3 separate regions of the Mus musculus genome follow, and regions 1 and 3 are each linked to region 2. A link is a contact called in public Hi-C and HiChIP or PLAC-seq data. All regions are on one chromosome and are shown on one strand. The core of a region is the stretch at or near the end of the contact, and the rest is flanking DNA. Distances in the headings are between cores, read along the strand shown. Region 1 holds the start of D230030E09Rik (Riken cDNA D230030E09 gene). Region 2 overlaps Dnah11 (dynein, axonemal, heavy chain 11). Region 3 has its middle 62 kb from the start of Gm31482.

Region 1 (2,700 bases), core at 23-2,522, 540 kb after region 2:
CTTGAAGAATCAGACTAATGTTCCCTGATCTGTAAATATATATTTAGAACCATCCCTTTTATGCTTTGCTCTCCAGAAAGAACGTGCCACCATGATGCTTTGCTTTCCTAAGAACCTGCATTGCAGGAATTCCACACTTACTAACTGTACCTAGCCTGTGCCCCGTTCTAGGTTGGAGCATCAAATGCACAAATAGGAATGACAATTCTTAGACTACTAATCCATTTTGATTCCATAATTGAGAGTAATAAGATGCTTTTCTCAAGAGGCCATGGCAACTAAAATAAAAAACACGTTGAACAGTCAAGGAAGCCTGAAATTTGAGAAGATTCAGACCATGCAGTTCTTTTGTCTTGAGATAGCATCCAACCTTGCCTGTGTTTTCCAGGTGACTGCAGAAGCCTCATTGGCAGGAATGTAAGAAATAGTCCATGAGTTACAAATATGCTCGGTTAAAACATTTCCTTTCTGGAGGACAAAGCTGCCTGGGCCAGAATAACAATCAATCACCTTGCTTCCACCGACAAGGGACAGAACTGCACCTTCTCATCTGTATCCAAGCCTGATTTGATTCCCAGCTCCGGTGTGCAGCGCAGGGCAGCAAGAGCGTTGGATTCCCACCAACCCTGCCATCCCGGGAGAGGCCGCCTCTGCTTTTCTTAGATAAGCTGTGGATTGCTACCGGCCATGGCCGGGCTTTGCGCCCCTGGGAGTAATGAACACACCACACCGTCGGATCTCAGTCTGTACATACCTTCCCCCTGAGCAATTTTAACTTTTCCCATGTCCATTAGGCCTTCCAGCCTAATCTCACTCTGCCAATTGCTCCCATGGTGAGATCATTAAGTAAATTATTTTAAGATCAAACACCCTGCAGTGACAATGGCGTCCCATGTAAGGTAAATGCTTCAAAGGCCCCCCTTTCAAATTACAGCTCTCCGGAGTTCCTCCTCGCCTCTCCTAGGGCCTACCCCGCCACTGCCTGCACCACTTGGCTTGTTGCCCCAGGCAAAGGTAGCACTGCTAATTGGCCTCTGTAACAAAACTGACCTGTGGACAGGATAAGGCTTGTTTGGAGCTTAGAGACAAAAATTATTCAAGGTTAAAAACACATGAATGCCCCAACTACGTCACCAAAAAAGCGGACTGAATGAACGTCTTCTCCCGCCGTTCCTGGTGTGAAAGAATGCGCTCTCGGCGCCCGGGCCGAACAAAGGCTCCTTCAGGTAGCCGGCGCCCGCACCCTCTCTGCGGGGCTCCTCGCCATCCTCTTAAACCCTGGGCCCAGGAGCCCCATCCTCGCCGGGGTTCCAGGCCCCCTCCTGGGTAGGGCCTTTGATCTCCCGGGCTAGTGGCAGATGGGACAATTTAACTGCTTGAAACAGGTGCAGCGAGTTTGCCTGACAGGTCGGGGCTTTTATTTCTAGCACATTAGCCGGGCGCATACAAATGGGTTTTTGACAGATTCAAGCAGGTAAAATAGCGCCGAGGCTCTGCGAAAGCGCGGTCACACCTGCCGAGGTGGCACAATTGCAAAAAATGCTGCATAAATTAAAGACAGGTAAAACCTCAGGGCTCCCTGCAGCAGGAGGTTCTGGATTGTTTTGTGGTTGTTGTTGTTGTTTTTTTTTGTTTTTTAACTACTTGGAAAGGTGGTCTGTTGTGGTGGGAATGGGAGGGCATTCTCCAACGAGTAAACACCAAACCCCTTGATCTCTTTGGGCTCAAAAGAAACCGGGCTTGGTCGGGGTGGTTCCCAGCCATCCTCCTGTGGCGGTGGCTTGTCACACTTCAGTGATACTCGCTGGGACTGAGAAGGAGAGGGGGAATAAAGCAAGCACCCCGCCCGGCTGCCCTGGGGCTACCCTGCAGCCCCCGCCCCTCGCTCCCCTCTCGCCATTCTTCCTCTCCAGGTGAAAGATTGGGATCTACAAATTGTGCTTAGCTAATGAAATAGCTCACCCATTGAGGAAAGTTTGGTAAATAGCAGTCTTCTAAGAGCATCCACGGAATCAGGGAAGTGGCAGGTTGTGCTAGCCAGCCTTCTCCGGTGTGGGAAAAAAAAAAAAGAAAAAAAAAAAAGAATGATTTTGGACCTATTGTCGGTTACTCTCATTTTTCTTGGGGAAAAATGTTGAAGAGGAATGTTTTTTGTTCTTCTAATTGGAATATATAAGTAATTTTCTTGCAGCAAACCTGTTCCAGAACATTGTGTGTGTGTGTGTGTGTGTGTGTGTGTGTGTGTGTGAGAGAAATGGCACACTGAAATAATTTTAAAGTTGCAAAATGTGATGCTATTTGGCAGTAATTTTTCTTTTGTTCTTCATATGAGTTCATGGCAATCGTCTTTACGTCGTAAAATTAGCTTTCAAATTAATAACTTAAATTCATTCCCTTTTCCCATCTCCATTTTCTAACTTCTGAAGGTTTCAAGAGTGAGTTTTCATTCTCAAGAATGTTAGTTAGACATCACAGTTAAAAGCCACAGCACCTTGGGAAGGGGGCTGCTCTTTCCCTGACTGTGCTACTAGACCAAGAAAAATTAAACATCACCTCTTGCCCTTTTCTTGGCCTTGCTGCTCACTAATGGGCTGAGAGAGACAGCACTTACAAGATAGGGCAGCACTCAAGAGTCCAACCTGGAAAGAAGGACCCCTCCTATCAAAGATACTTCTCTGGAGGCCATGGCATTTTCTCTGT
Region 2 (2,700 bases), core at 186-2,685:
GAGATGCTGCTCCGCTGGAGAAAGCAGACACAGACACAGGACAGCAAAGACTGGCAGGCTGTGAGGCTGTGCGTGTGCTTCTCTGGAGCTGCTAGCTTGGATCTCCTACCAACCGAGGAGAATCAAAACTCCATTCAGAAACCAGCCCACTTCTTTTGTTCCAAGTTTGATAAAAATGAACCAAGGAAACTAGAAATCTGCTAGTAGTATGTGGCATTGATTCCTGTAGAATCAGAACTTCCAACCTCTCTTCTCAGCTGTTGGAAGATAAGATGATGCCCCAGTATTTCAACAACATTAAAGAACCTGAAGATTGTCCTAGGGGCTGGGAGTAACACTTAACACTACTTTTATCATAACTAATGGCTCTCTAGATGTGCAGATCTAATTCCTACCCCCCCCCCAACTTCAGAAGACTTGACTTTTCTTTTCTTTTCTTTTCTTTTCTTTTCTCTTTTCTCTTTTCTCTTTTCTCTTTTCTTTTCTTTTCTTTTCGTTTCTTTTCTTTTCTTTTTTCTTGTTTCCTTGTGCGTGTACTTGTCACATGATTGTGGAAGAGAGAAGGAGAGAGGAGGCAGGCATGTGCTCCCACCCCAGATGTGTTTGCCATGTTAAATGTTGCTTCCCCCTGCAGTCCAGTGATCAACAGATTCATAGACATGTTTAGGGGAGAAAGAAAACCTGTATGCAGCAGTGAATGCTTTTCACCACTCCCAAGCTACACACACCCATAGGGTTACGCCCTTTTTAAGGAGACGCAAAGGAAAAATAACATGCCACGCAATAAAGACAGCGGCATAGTAACCGTCAATCTCATAAACATACCCAGACTCTAACCATCTGGCCACCCGAGGACACGCTATTTAACAAAGTGCCATAATGTTTCTTTGGATGTGGGTGATCATGGCTCCTGGAGTAAGGGAGAGGGTGAGAACTTACGACATTACTTAAGTGTCCCCAATCAATTTTGGCTTAGAGAGAGCCACTTCCACTAATTCTGGGTCTATTCTAGGCACTCCCACCTTATTGCTCAATGGGAGGTGAGGGCAAAGCTCTCTGGGAGTCACATTCTAACACAATCTCTCTAATCAGAAAGGATCCTGGCCTCAACTCCACTGGGAAATCGGAAGGCTTGATTCAGTTGCTTTCTTTATTCTTCAAACCTACTTTTTTCACACAGACATTTAAAAACGTATTTGGAGATACCAAACTCATCAAGAAGTGACAAAGATAACTTATAACCCCATAAGGCCAGAATCCCACCCCCAACAATGCACAAAACCCAGATACAATGAAAAGCAACATAAAAGAAGAGATACATATTTGATACAGAGATTGCGAAACTGAAAGTGGCTGACCGAGCTTCCTGCCAATAGTGTACTGAGACTTGTGCACGCTGGGTACCTACCTCAGGCTGACGCAACGTACCTCAATCCCCTCAATTTCTTCGATGAACCTCCTGCTGACTGAGACCAGAGCCTCCTGTGGCCATTCATGAAACCAGTCAATAGCTGTGCAGTTAACTATGGCTGGGAACTTCCGGGCTCTAACTCGCAGTGTGTGGCCAACCGGTGAGAAACAAAAAACCATCTGTAGGGGTGAGGGGGGACAGGTCAGAAACAACAGAGGGATGAGTGTGCCAAGCAGTACACTGAAGTCTCAGACAATGAGGAAGGGGGCAAGGCCAGACACACTAATCAGCTACCCCAGCCCAGGCAGCAAGGTGCAAGGTAGCATTGACTTTCAGAGTGGCGGTGCCACAGGGCAGGCAGAAGTACAGTTGTGCTTTCCTCAAAATGTGGCCCCTCTTCTCTCAAGCATAGCTCATGATTCCCTTTGGGAGTGGGACATTTTACTTGTTCCCTAACACAAGCCACATAAAAATAAGTCACCATGATCGTCAACATTTCTACCTGCAAATTCCTTCTGTTACATGATTCAGTAGGTTTCACAAAGCTGAAATACCTTTTCAACGCAAAGTATAAAACAATAAAATAAAGCCAGATTTATCATCACAAATGACATCAATTTCTGTTTGCATTTAAAATAAAAAGTATCTTCTTTAGTTCTCACCTGAGATTTTTCAGAGAAAAATTTAAAACTTGGGTAGCATGTTTCTGCTAAGAAAAGTTTTTTTCTTACTAGCTAATGATTTAAAAGTTAATTAATATCTGAATAAGCCATTGTTCTGTGTTTGGGATCTGCCAGGGATCAGTTCCAGGATCCCTAACATACCCACAGGTTTTCCAAACACTTATATGAAAAGTATATTGCTTTCACAGGTCAAACCTATTATCCTTCAACCACCTATTAGTCCTTCCTGTTAGGATTACTTATTGCCCCTAAGACAAGGTAAACAGTGTAGGGAGTTGTTATTCTGTGCTATTTAGGGAATCAAGACAATAAAAAGAAGTATGTACACACTCGGTACGGTTATATGCACACTCCGTACAGTTGTGTTCCTCTTCAAATATTTTCACTGCACAGCTGGTGGGATTCATGGATGGGGACATGACAGTCAGAGGATCCAGTCGTGTATTTGTATACTCTCTCTAGACACAGGGATTCATCGGTAGAGCCTGAGGTTGGTTGCAATATCATGTCACAGACAGTGGATGGGAGGAACTCTTCATTGTCAGCACAGTAGGTGTGACCATTCAAGGGTCCTGAGCTTTAGAGGACCACCATTAGAAGTGTAAG
Region 3 (2,700 bases), core at 168-2,667, 590 kb before region 2:
GGGCCCAGCAAACACAGAAGTGGATGCTCACAGTCAGCTAATGGATGGATCATAGGGCTCCCAATGGAGGAGCTAGAGAAAGTAGCCAAGGAGCTAAAGGGATCTGCAACCCTATAGGTGGAACAACATTATGAGCTAACCAGTACCCCGGAGCTCTTGACTCTAGCTGCATATATATCAAAAGATGGCCTAGTCGGCCATCACTGGAAAGAGAGGCCCATTGGACTTGCAAACTTTATATGCCCCAGTACAGGAGAATACCAGGGCCAAAAAGGGGGAGTGGGTGGGCAGGGGAGTGGGGGTGGGTGGATATGGGGGACTTTTGGTATAGCATTGGAAATGTAAATGAGTTAAATACCTAATAAAAAATGGAAAAAAAAAAAAAAAAAGAGAAGAAACAAAGGCAAGGGTAGATACCTCGAGAATGGGGTCACAAGCAGTTTACATCAGACCTGACCTACAGGAACTTACTCTTTTTTTGTTTTGCTTTGCTTTGCTTTGCTTTGCTTTGCTTTGCTTTGCTTTGCTTTGCTTTGCTTTGCTTTGCTTTGCTTTGCTTTGCTTTGTTTTGTTTTTGGAGACAGGGTTTCTCTGTATTATAGCCCTGGCTATCCTGGAACTCACTTTATAGACCAGGCTGGCCTCAACTCAGAAATCCGCTTGCCTCTGCCTCCCGAGTGCTGGGATTAAAGACGTGTACCACCACGCCCGGCTTCAGGAACTTACTCTTAATTACAAGTAGAAAACTTATTTAGCAAGGACTTAACTCAGGGCAAACCGACTTAGCTAAGATTTAGCATCAACAAACAGAAACTTCTTTTTAACTAACACAACCCTTAACCTGCAAAGTATATTTTCTGTTTTAATCTCCCATCAACCTGTGAGGCATTCGTTCCTGTTCTATTCTTATATAACAATGTTTAAACCCTGCCCCCCTGTCACAGGAGAGGTGGGTCCCTCTGGTCCAAGAATGCTATACTGAGTATATGTAAGTAGCTAAGAAAACGCCTTATCTGCTTTTTCTGTGTTAAAAATAAAATCCCCAATGTCACCTTGGACGATTACAGGGGAGTGCAGCACTTGGTTTCTGTGGAATCTGCAGGGAACTGCTGGGAGGGTGAGAGCCACAGTCTTCTCCTTGTCAGGTTTGAGGCAGTTGTGAACAGCAGATGTCGCTATTGCCTGCTGCAATTGTTCATGCTCAACAAAAACATCCTGGGCAAAAGGAAGGCAGACATGCAACGGAGAAGCCTCATTCAAGCTGGCAACGGTTCACCTCATTCTCTAAACCCATTCTCTAAACTTTCATCTACTTGCAATTTTTCCACTGCAAAATGTGAAGCTGTCTTGGCTTGTTGCTGGTCTTGAGTCTCTTCACAATCTTCCTCATTCTGCTGTGTGCTGACCCAGAAGACAGCTGATAAGGATCCAATGAGTCAGAAATTAGGGGCAGAGCCTGTGGAGATGAAGTCTGTATTTCCCTGTGTCTAGGATGCTTCAGTCAACGTCAGTCTTCTCTTGGGGGCACTATTGGAGCCGCATCTATATGGATGTGGCTCCCCTGAAGTCATGGCCAGGCCTTCAAAGAAGGACTAGTCTTCTCCTTTTATTGGAACTAAGTTCCAAATTCCCCACTGGGTCTGCATTTCAAGGCTGAATTTCTCTTTTTAAAAGAAGGATCTCCTGTGACAGTAGAAAGAAAAAAAGGGGAGGTGTAGTTATTCAAATGCCCCCTGTTCCCACTGTCCTGCACTTAGCCTCTGGGTTGGCAAGAGTGCTTGTCCTTGTGAGGCCTGACAGATGGGAGGGAGTCACACCCTAAAGGCCATGGCTCAGATAATAAAGTCCCCTCGCTTTTTTTTCCTCCCCCATCAGACAATCGTGGACAAGCAAGGGGAAATCTGAGAACTTTCTCAACTAGGGGAAGGATGGGTGGGACCAGAAGAGGAAATGGCACTGGTTTGGATGAGGAACAGAACCTCAAAAGTCAATATACAGGGCAGCACCTGGAGGGAAGAGGAGGAAGGGCCAGGCAGAAGGGAAGCCAGGGTCAAGGACAGCAGTCTGGCCACCTGTTTCAGATGTGGGTGGAGGCACTCGCAGCTACAGCAGTTTCTGTGGCGGCTTGGTAGCAGATCATCTGTTCTCATAAACTGATTAGGCACATGCCATTGCCAGGGGAGGTGGCCCAGGTCAGCCCTGACGTAAGTTACTCACATAGATAAAGTTATTCATAGGATTTTCTCAGTTTTACACTTGTTCTACCTATATATTTCTCCCTTTGAAAAATATTATGTTGTGAATGCACAGCAAAATGTGCTCTGGTTTGTGTGCCTTTCTAAGTGTTTAAAAAAAAATACCATGTGACTGAGGAGCCCTCATATCAAACTGGACCTGCCATCAACACAACCTTGGGAAGCTCTGCGTGTAAGTTCAGATTTAGGTCCCTCAGAGCAGGATCACGCCCTCATGTTTGAGTTCAGTGGCCAAGAAACAAGTAATAGTCAATTAGTAGATAGTGATTATCCGTGAGACTTCCATCCTCACCTGTGTAGAAAGACAGTCTACATAGGTAAGACAGATGTCATCTACCTCTGTACGAAGCAGCCTTTAAGATGGAGGGAAGAGCCTTCCAGAATCTGCCTGGGAAAGCTAAGCAGGTGTAAGGATAGGATGCTCTCTGTTGCTGAGGATCTCGTG

What was found. HiChIP or PLAC-seq counts read pairs in DNA pulled down with a chosen protein or histone mark. A called contact is a pair of places that touch in the nucleus more often than the background predicts.
Region 1: a contact with region 2 is called in a RAD21 HiChIP or PLAC-seq map of pro-B cells, with 10 times the contacts expected there. The contact joins the promoter of D230030E09Rik here to the enhancer-like site in region 2. A contact is called at or near these places in 1 of 39 promoter capture datasets (trophoblast stem cells), 2 of 15 datasets of contacts at CTCF or cohesin (large pre-B cells and pro-B cells), 1 of 484 Hi-C or Micro-C datasets (palatal mesenchyme) and 4 of 115 datasets of contacts at active chromatin or transcription factors (embryonic limb bud and embryonic stem cells).
Region 3: a Hi-C map of Th17 cells shows a contact between it and region 2, with 6 times the contacts expected there. The contact joins two enhancer-like sites. A contact is called at or near these places in 4 of 39 promoter capture datasets (the C10 cell line, hippocampal neurons, liver and 1 more), 2 of 15 datasets of contacts at CTCF or cohesin (large pre-B cells and pro-B cells), 10 of 484 Hi-C or Micro-C datasets (B cells, the N1E-115 cell line, Th1 cells and 6 more) and 2 of 115 datasets of contacts at active chromatin or transcription factors (astrocytes and embryonic basal ganglia).

Annotation. Positions count from the first base shown.
Region 1 is chr12:118,528,921-118,531,620 of GRCm38.p6, forward strand. It overlaps D230030E09Rik (Riken cDNA D230030E09 gene), which reads right to left and starts at 1,273. Exons shown (of 4, transcript NR_045947.1): 1 at 1,051-1,273; 2 at 511-706.
Region 2 is chr12:117,993,701-117,996,400 of GRCm38.p6, forward strand. It overlaps Dnah11 (dynein, axonemal, heavy chain 11), which reads right to left. Exons shown (of 82, transcript NM_010060.3): 55 at 1,429-1,590. Among named protein-coding and RNA genes, the nearest start is that of Cdca7l, 150 kb to the left of the region's middle. Within about 2 kb of position 1,436, at least 42 of the 459 cell types and tissues checked have an H3K27ac peak or open chromatin away from gene starts, as enhancers often do. A contact at or near this core is called in Th17 cells and pro-B cells, where this site is marked.
Region 3 is chr12:117,402,539-117,405,238 of GRCm38.p6, forward strand. No RefSeq gene overlaps it. Among named protein-coding and RNA genes, the nearest start is that of Gm31482, 62 kb to the right of the region's middle. Within about 2 kb of position 1,418, at least 18 of the 459 cell types and tissues checked have an H3K27ac peak or open chromatin away from gene starts, as enhancers often do. A contact at or near this core is called in Th17 cells, where this site is marked.